3 separate regions of the Mus musculus genome follow, and regions 1 and 3 are each linked to region 2. A link is a contact called in public HiChIP or PLAC-seq and promoter capture Hi-C data. All regions are on one chromosome and are shown on one strand. Each heading gives the region's core, a stretch centred on a gene start, on an enhancer-like site or on the middle of the called end of the contact. The rest is flanking DNA. Distances are from core to core; before and after follow the strand shown. Region 1 holds the start of Lgals3 (lectin, galactose binding, soluble 3). Region 2 holds the start of Samd4 (sterile alpha motif domain containing 4). Region 3 overlaps Gch1 (GTP cyclohydrolase 1).

Region 1 (2,724 bases), core at 85-2,584, 490 kb after region 2:
TGATCTTAGCCAAAAGGCCGAGAAGCGATGTTTTAATATTTTAAAATGCATTTATATTTGCACATATGCATGTGAGCATGTGTATGTGGCTTAAATGACAACATTCAAGAGTTGGTTCTCTTCTTTCCTCTTGAGTTACAGGGATCAAAGTTAGGCGTCGGGCTTTGTAGCAAGCACCCTTACGGGATTATGCTTGACTCTCTATACCCATATTTTCTCATGTCTAAAATGGGATTTGTAAGCAAGGGCACAGCGACATCACTGAATGAGTAGAAAGATAAGTTTATTGGGGCTCAAACCACCAAGGCAATAAACATTCCCCTGCCCCGGGTGTGGGGAGAAGTCAGCAGAATGGGGGGCTTTGAGCTGTTACAGGCTGTTGGGATTGACCGGGAAGCAGGTGCCCTTGCCTGAGGTAGTTGACATTGGGGGCAGACTAAGGGAGATCCCTGGTCAACAGAAACCACCTATAAGCTTCTGTTTGTGCAGCCAGAGTCCCTCTGTTTAGGACCAGCACTGGCATTCTGGGGGGCTGCTTTGGACCTAATAGGATTAAAATAATGCCAACTCCATAAATGTATGTAAAGCCCTAGGCATAGAGTGGGGTGCATAAGTGTTTGGTAGATATTAGCTGATGTATCTGAAGCTGGGGAAAAATTATCTTGAATATCCTTAACCACATCACTCAAGTTTTTAATCTATATAAATGGTTCCAAACTGGTTATCAGCCTCTTGCAAAAGCGGCTGTTCCTTGTAACTATTTTCATATAGACAGAGCTACACCCTGTCCTCTTGATTTAACTGCCCCTTGCCCGTGCTGTAACTCTCCTCCAATCTTTGAGAAAACATCTTCCTAGGAATCAATTCACACATTCATACTACTTCATTCATTAATTCATTCGTCCACATTCATTCATTCACTCATCAATCAATCAACCAACAAATACCTACCGAGAACCTACTATGTACCACATTGGGTTTACCCAGCCCAGCAAAATCCAGAGCAGGAGTGAATGCAAACAGGGGCACCTCTTACATCTCAGATTTGTCAGGGACACCTGCTCCTCCCTTCCCTCACACTCAAAGTCACTGCCATTTCTGCGGAAGGCTTCAGGTGAAGGAATTAGGGGCAGGATGAGACCCTGACAGGCAGCTTCAGACAAGGGAATTGGGTGAGTCTGAGAGTCTGGGTGCGGTCGGCTAGGGCCCACTGCGGGGCACAGGTGAGGGGCACAGGCTGGCGGGCGTGTCCCAGTCCACTGTGGGGAAGCTCCGTGGTCCGTGGGGCGCGGTCCAGCCAGGCGCCTGCAGGGCGAGGGATGCTGCCCCGCCCTGGGAGGGCGGGCCCGGGGAAAAGAGTACTAGAAGCGGCCGAGCCACCGCCCAGCTCTGACAGCTAGCGGAGCGGCGGGTGGAGCACTAATCAGGTGAGCGGCACAGAGAGCACTACCCAGGTGAGCGGCGCGGGGCGCGGGGACCGGTGCTGCTCAGTGCACCAAGAAAGGGCTGGGCTCCCGGGAGATGGACGGAGGTGACCTTCAGGGTCCCAGGCGCTGGTCTACCGCCTTGGCTCTCCTGCGGGTAACTCTCGGAGAAAGTTATTCACGACCTACATACTAAGTCTCTTTGGGATGGCGGGATGCCAGCGGGCCCTGGGCACTCCTTCGAAGCCCTGCGTTAGAGTGAGCCACAACCTACGGAGATCCACCTTGTAGCTGGCCCCTAGCTTGGCCATAGGGATCAGGTGCCTCTTCTGGCACGTTGGGGGTGGGGGTGGGAGTTTGGAGACTCAAAAGACATCGCCCAGGATTCCTGACTCCTGGAGGAATTCCAGCAGGCTCCTTTGGTGCACGTGGAAGCCTTCCACTAGAGATCTTGCTGTGTGGTGCCAGTGAGTTCCACCAGGTTCAGCGGAGGTAGGGGCTATAGCCACCCGCTGCGTGCTTGACCGCACAGGACAGTGCTGCCCAAGCCCTAGTGCGCATGTGTCGGGATGAAGAACTACTGTAACCTCTAACATTTTTTTGTAAGCCAAGTGACTCATTCGTGACCAGTGTGGTTATTTGTGCAATAACCTCTAGATCTGGGTGGAGGAAGTCTTGGGTGTGGCCGTGTTGGTCTCAGAGTGCAGACCCTTAGCGAGAGGCTTTCAAAGGTTGCATTTATGCTGAATTATGTTACTCAAGCACTATTGCAGGGAATCGAGGATGGGACGGGAATGGGTGGGGAGGGGGAGTTGAGACTGAGGCTTAGGATTCCGGCTAACCCTAGCAGGGAAGCAAGTGATTCCTATTTGAAGAAATTGGAATATTTATAAAGCGACCCCCGGGGAGTAGGGTTTCTGGATAATGAGAACATTTGGACTTAGTGACCCGGCTAATTCTGAGGAAAAGAACAGAAACCAGTGTGTAAAAACTATCACTTTCTGAAATTCCAAGATGTTTGCTTCAAGTTTATAGTTCCGTATTTTTATTTATTTACCTTTGGGGGCAGGGGAAGTATCTTAGTTAGGGTTTTATTGCTGTGAACAGACACCATGACCAAGGCAGCTCTTATAAAGGTCAACATTTAATTGTGGTGGGGGTGGCTCACAGGTTCAGAGCTTCAGTCAATAATCCTCAAGGCAAGAGCATAGCAGCGTCCAGGCAGGCATGGTGCAGGAGGAGCTGAGAGTTCTACATCTTCATCTGAAGGCTGCTAGTGGAAGACTGGCTTCCAGGCAGC
Region 2 (2,700 bases), core at 159-2,658:
GCAAAACATTGTGCCTCCCCACAAGCCCTTTCACTACCCTAAGAGATGGGAGGTGTTGTCACACTGACAGGACCTACACGAGACAGACATGAAATCCGAGGAGCAGGGTAGAAGAAAGGATTGGAAATCCAGATGCTAGTGTGGGAGCTGAAAGGTGGAGGAATAAGGCCTTGGACACTTTACCTTTAAAACTGTGCTAGCTAGAGCAGGGCAGACCCACGTTTGCTTTTCCAGCTCTCGTTTATAAATGCTCCCAAGTCTCTGGAAAACAAATTCGAAGGCTCGGTGTTTCTTCTGAAACAGGCTGGATTTTGGCCAGTCCCTTTGTGACCGTTCGCATTAGAAGATGCAGAAATGTCTAGGCTTTAGGGTATTTTTAGTCAACCCTTCTTTTGGGTAATTGACCCATGCAAGCATTTTATAGTAGGCGACCTAGAGCTTCCAGCGACAAATCCCGGCCCAGCCTCTGGCCCCGCCCTCTGCAGGCACAGGTGAAAGCCGCGTCCCCCAAACTCCGTGGTGCTGACAGGTGGTCTCGCCACGCCTCCCCGTCGCCCAGGGCGCCTGGGGCCACAGCTCCAGGCCACAAGCCACAGCCGCGCGCCAAGCATAGCTTGAGATCAGGCTCCCGAAGTCCGCCTCCTCCTCTCGGGAAAGCGAGGCCTGAGGCGGGTATGGAGGACTGCAAAAATAAAGGGCATCCAGCGCCGGACTTGGGCTGAGGGTGATCGACCAGGCTCTGCTTGCTTCTCCTAGACAAGGGCCTCGTGGAGCACCGCGGCCAGACACATCTAGCCCTGCGCGTTGTGCCCTTCGCCGCCCTCTGCTACTTCATGCGTCCCAGACCCCAGGAATCCGTCCAAGCCCCCAGAGACAGTGACTCCGGGTGTTTACGGTCTACACCAGTCAGTCACCCACGGGACCAGTCAGCCACCCACAGGTCCCAGGCCAAAGGGTCACTGGACCTGGGGAGCCACATTCCCAAGGGCGAGCGGCGGGTGGCAGCACCGTTCTCGCTCCAGTCCAGCTCCGTTGGGATTCACTCCTGTCCCAGCTCCGGAGGCTCCGGTGCCCTGGCCGTTGTAGAACACGCGGGTGGCAGCCGAGAGGAATTCACCCGGACCCCTCCCCTTCCCCAAACTTCTGTGTTTCTCTACGCAGATCTTCCAATCTGCGCTCTTCCGCTCCTCCCACTTGGCTCCCTCCTCCTCTATGGCCCGGGCTTAGGAATCCGTCCCTCCCCCCAACCCGCCGCCCGCCGGGCCCGGGGATCCTCCCCCCCTCCCCCGACTCCCCCGCGTGCCGCCGCCGCCGCCCGGGTTCCTCTCCCCCCGCTCGGGCGCTCCCTGCCAAGCCCATGATGTAATGGTGTATGTTAATCAGTAGCATGTGGGGAGCTCCGGGCGGCTCAGTCCTTCGCGAGCCGACACTGGAGGCAGCAGTGGCGGCAGCGATAGCGCCCCGAACCCGCAGCGCTGCCCTCTCCGCGCGCCGCCAGCCCCGACGGCATGGCCCGCAGCCCGCGCTCCGAGCGCCCCCAACCCCACTGATTGCTGCTACGGCCCCGGACCCGCGCGCAGGGCCCCGAGCCGCAGGGATGAGCTGCGTGGAGGTGAGCGTCCCTTCTGCTGTCCCGGGCGAGGCACCCAGTGGTTCCTCCGACCCTTTCCCGGGGGCTTCGCTCTTCTACCCAGAAGTTCTGGGTGTCAGATGCTGGAAGCGAGCGGCCCCCAGAGGGTCCGGCGCTTAGTCTCTGCTCGCCTCGCCACGGGAGCTGAGATGGGACGATAGAGCCCCTAAACCTAACTTTTCTTCTTTGAGGTCCTTGGGGGGCGTGTGCGGAAGGGAGGAATCTGCATTTCCCTCGGGGTCCGCCCTGCCGCCTGGGAAAGCCGTGATACGGGCTCCCGCGGTCCCTGCGTAAGGCGTGCGCCCCCAACCGCATCGCCTTGGGCCTGGGACCGGAGGGCGAGGACACTCCGGCCCGCAGGCGGCGGCGGGGACCGGGGGCAGGATGCCTAAATCACACGCGCGCGCACACACATCTGATGGTCGTGGGTCAAGCAGGCCCAGGGAAACCTCCCGGGTGGGCTGGCGCGGCGCTGGGGAGTGAGGGCTCTGACTGAGCCGCGCCGAGCTTTGGATAGGGAGAGTTTATTTTTGTCTCGAGCTGTCGCTGCGGCTGCTCACGGCCTAAATCCAGAGGGGAGCCTGGCGGCGGAGATGCTGGCTGTTGCTGTAGATGGAGCTGCAGCCGTACGGCTGCTTCTCCGGGAGGAGGAGGAGGAGGGAGGAGGGAGGGAAGGAATAGGAGGGAAGGAATAGGAGGAGGAGGGAGGAGGAGGAGGAGGGGGAGGAGGAGGAGGAGGAGGAGGAGGAGGAGGAGGAGGAGGAGGAGGAGGAGGAGGAGGCTGGAACCCTGGTTGCCTCTGACACCGCCTCTGCTTTGCATTAGCCCCCACCCCACCCCCGCGCCCCTTCACAGCCGCATTGCAAGTTTTCAGCGCGGGGAGGATCTGTTGCTGGTGCTGGCGTTCGCAGACACAGCCCCAGAGGCCACTCCGGGTGGGGTGTGCAGGGAGCACTTGCGGGTCACAGCCGCAGCAACAGGAAGCCGCGGGGTCTCCTCCCGCACCTGGGAAGGAAGTGTGCAATAGCTCAGCTCGCGCATCCGAGTGTGGAGAGGCCGGCTGGAATTTA
Region 3 (2,700 bases), core at 107-2,606, 280 kb after region 2:
ACCTACCCGTCCATTTGGTTCTTAATCCATAACACACACACACACTTCATATGCATGGACAAATGTACATACACACAGCTCGAACACAGCACACCTACCTACACAGGATTCACTAACTCCATAAAAACAAATTAAAACACATAAGGACATTTAGGCCACCGTCGTGTGGGGCCTAGCAGAGATCTATAAATAAACCTGCACACTGACTTCCAGCTAAACACAAATTGCCATACATGCACAACACATCACCTCTTCTTCCTAAAATCCCAAGTAAAGGCGGTAGGAAATTCTTTTTCTCTTAAATTGTGTTATTTTTTTTAGTCGGGGTCTCTCTTCATAACCCTGGCTATGCTGCAGCTCACTATGCAGATCAGGCTGGCCTTGAACTCAGATCTGCCTGCCTCTTTTTCCTGATTAAAGGTTTGCCACTATGCTCAGCTTGAAAATAAAAAAAAATTTTTTTTAATTCATGAACATGCAGGAAAAAGAGCAGAGGAGGAGAACAGGCCAAGTAAAGGGAGGTGCAGCCTTGTAGCCACAGAGCCAATGACCTAGACATGGATGGACTTGCCTGCCGGACTGAGAAACAGAGGAAAGCAGGAAGCCAGAGCCTCACATGCAGGCTGATCAAAAGTTTAAAACCTCGTATCTCACATGCTAACAGGGTCCCAAGTGGCTTGGCTCCTCTTACTGTGTGACCTCCAAGAGTCCTGGTAAAGACACCAGAACACCCTAACAGCTTGGAAACAGAAAACAATAATAGAAAGGCCTGCAAACCAGTGTAAGTGCTATAAAAACTCCAGAAGAAAGCTACAGAGTGGAGATGTAGACAGATTCAGAAGACACGCAAAAAGGTGCTCCATCTAGGTCATTCATCCTTAAGTATGACCACTGTGAAAATGAGGAACATGGAGAAGACATATAAATACAAGGAGGGTAGGAACCCTCAGTTATCTCAGTGCTTTCTAAACTCGAAATGACTGACACCAGACAGAAGCACCGTGTACCTAAGGATCATGGGAGAGCCTTCAGTGGTTGTGGCTGCTTCCTATGAATCATACTAGAGAGGAACCCTGTGTGTAAGCAACAGGAAAACCCTTCACGGTTCTTTCAATCACATGAACCACAGGGTTCACAGGGGATAGAAATCCTATGATGTGTATGAGTGACTTTCCAATACATAATTGAGTGTGCGGTAGAGAGAAACCTTATTATACAGCAATGTGTGAAACCCTTCGCTTTCTTTCTGTCCCCTTGTAAACATGAATGTACTCACAGAGGAGAGAAAGCTTATCTATGTCAGTAATGTTGGGAAACACTGACCAATCCAGCCGTATTTGAAAACGGGAAGGATTCACACTGGAAAGAAGGCCCAGCCAAGGATAGATGCAGGCTAGCAGAGCACGTCCTTCCTAGCACCCATGAGAAAAGACAATAGAGAGACTCACTGACGTGAAGTATGCAGTCTCTAGTTGTTTCTGTTCAACTGCTGGGCAAGACCCTTGGCAGAATACCTGGAAGAGTGAGACAAGCCAATGCCTCTGCTTGTGTGCAGTTCACTGGGAATCAGTGTAGGCTTTGGAGACGTATGATAGCTTCAGAAGAGTAGGCCTTACTGTGAGTCTTGGGATCTGTTTTTTGCCTGCATGACTTACATGTACTTCCTGCTATGCTCTGGGTACTATTCTCCATATATGCAAATACTCTTTACTCTCTGTCTCCCCAGATAGAAAGATAGTGCAGCTAGACTCACGTGTGTGCTTCCTCTCGGATCTCTCACCGCTAACTAACCTCCTCTTAAGATCCAGGGCTGGACTGGGGGTGACGGATATTTTCCAGTTGGGGAAAACTCTACAGAGAAAGCTGTGAGCTCATACCTCAGTAATGGGTTTGGGGGAAGAGAGGAACAGGCAGTGAGGGAGAAGGAGGCAGAGACAATGTTAGGGCTGCCTATGCAAGAACAGATCTAACTTCTAAGTTAGATCCAGAAGGTAGACATTTTATAATGTCGAAGACATTTTATATTACATTTTTGGTGCATTGGTGTTTTGTCTGCATGCATCTGTGTGAGTGTCAGATCCTGGAGTTAGAGACAGTTGTGAGCTGCCATGTGGGTGCTAGGAATTGAACCCTGGTGCTCTCTGGAAGAGCAGTCAGTGCTTTTAACCAGTGAGCCATTGCTCCAGCCTGGAAGAAATCTTGAGAGTCTTGGCAAATAGGAGCAATTCTAGAGACCTCATACTTACCTGGCAAGTTTACTGAGACCAAGGACTTGCTTGTTAGGAAGATAGCCAATATGGACCTTCAGGGAAGAGAGAGAGATTACCAGCTAAATGAAGACACAGAAAGCACTTCATAACAACACAAACAGATACAGGAAGACCCTAGCATACACACAGGCTAAGTTTATCACAGTGACAATGGGATAAACCTATGAAGCAATTCCATACATACTTTCAAATTATATGAAGAAACTTCTTAAGAACAAACTTGTTACTGAAATGGCAAATTAAAAGTAAACCTGTTATGTTCCTTAGTAAAATTCTTAATTCAAATCTGAAAACCTGTCGAGAAAAACTATACTCAATAAGGAAAAAAAAAAAAATAGGCTTGTAACATCACGGACAGTATAGTCAGGGAGACTCCTTTAAATGGCAGGAACTGTACATACAAATGATGTTATTCCTTGTTATTCCATGG

Evidence for each region. Promoter capture Hi-C pulls out the DNA fragments that hold promoters and counts their contacts. HiChIP or PLAC-seq counts read pairs in DNA pulled down with a chosen protein or histone mark.
Region 1: a FOXA1 HiChIP or PLAC-seq map of pancreatic cancer cells shows a contact between it and region 2. The contact joins the promoter of Lgals3 here to the promoter of Samd4 in region 2. A contact is called at or near these places in 10 of 39 promoter capture datasets (the 3T3-L1 cell line, 3T3-L1-derived adipocytes, the C10 cell line and 5 more), 1 of 484 Hi-C or Micro-C datasets (muscle stem cells) and 2 of 115 datasets of contacts at active chromatin or transcription factors (forebrain and pancreatic cancer cells).
Region 3: a promoter capture Hi-C map of hematopoietic stem and progenitor cells shows a contact between it and region 2, with 2.1 times the contacts expected there. The contact joins the enhancer-like site here to the promoter of Samd4 in region 2. A contact is called at or near these places in 12 of 39 promoter capture datasets (the 3T3-L1 cell line, the C10 cell line, the SN4741 cell line and 8 more), 5 of 484 Hi-C or Micro-C datasets (cerebellum, cerebral cortex, muscle stem cells and 2 more), 4 of 115 datasets of contacts at active chromatin or transcription factors (embryonic forebrain, fibro-adipogenic progenitors, forebrain and 1 more) and 3 of 9 other capture datasets (adipose tissue, embryonic stem cells and pancreatic islet).

What each region holds. Positions count from the first base shown.
Region 1 is chr14:47,372,526-47,375,249 of GRCm38.p6, forward strand. Lgals3 (lectin, galactose binding, soluble 3) reads left to right here and starts at 1,335. Exons shown (of 6, transcript NM_010705.3): 1 at 1,335-1,427. It also overlaps the pseudogene Gm52166.
Region 2 is chr14:46,881,557-46,884,256 of GRCm38.p6, forward strand. Samd4 (sterile alpha motif domain containing 4) reads left to right here and starts at 1,409. Exons shown (of 13, transcript NM_001037221.2): 1 at 1,409-1,612. Gm34934 (a long non-coding RNA gene) reads right to left here and starts at 1,243. Exons shown (of 2, transcript XR_383407.3): 1 at 184-1,243.
Region 3 is chr14:47,164,230-47,166,929 of GRCm38.p6, forward strand. Gch1 (GTP cyclohydrolase 1) reads right to left here. Exons shown (of 6, transcript NM_008102.4): 3 at 2,247-2,302. Among named protein-coding and RNA genes, the nearest start is that of Gch1, 24 kb to the right of the region's middle. Within about 2 kb of position 1,357, at least 48 of the 459 cell types and tissues checked have an H3K27ac peak or open chromatin away from gene starts, as enhancers often do. A contact at or near this core is called in hematopoietic stem and progenitor cells, where this site is marked.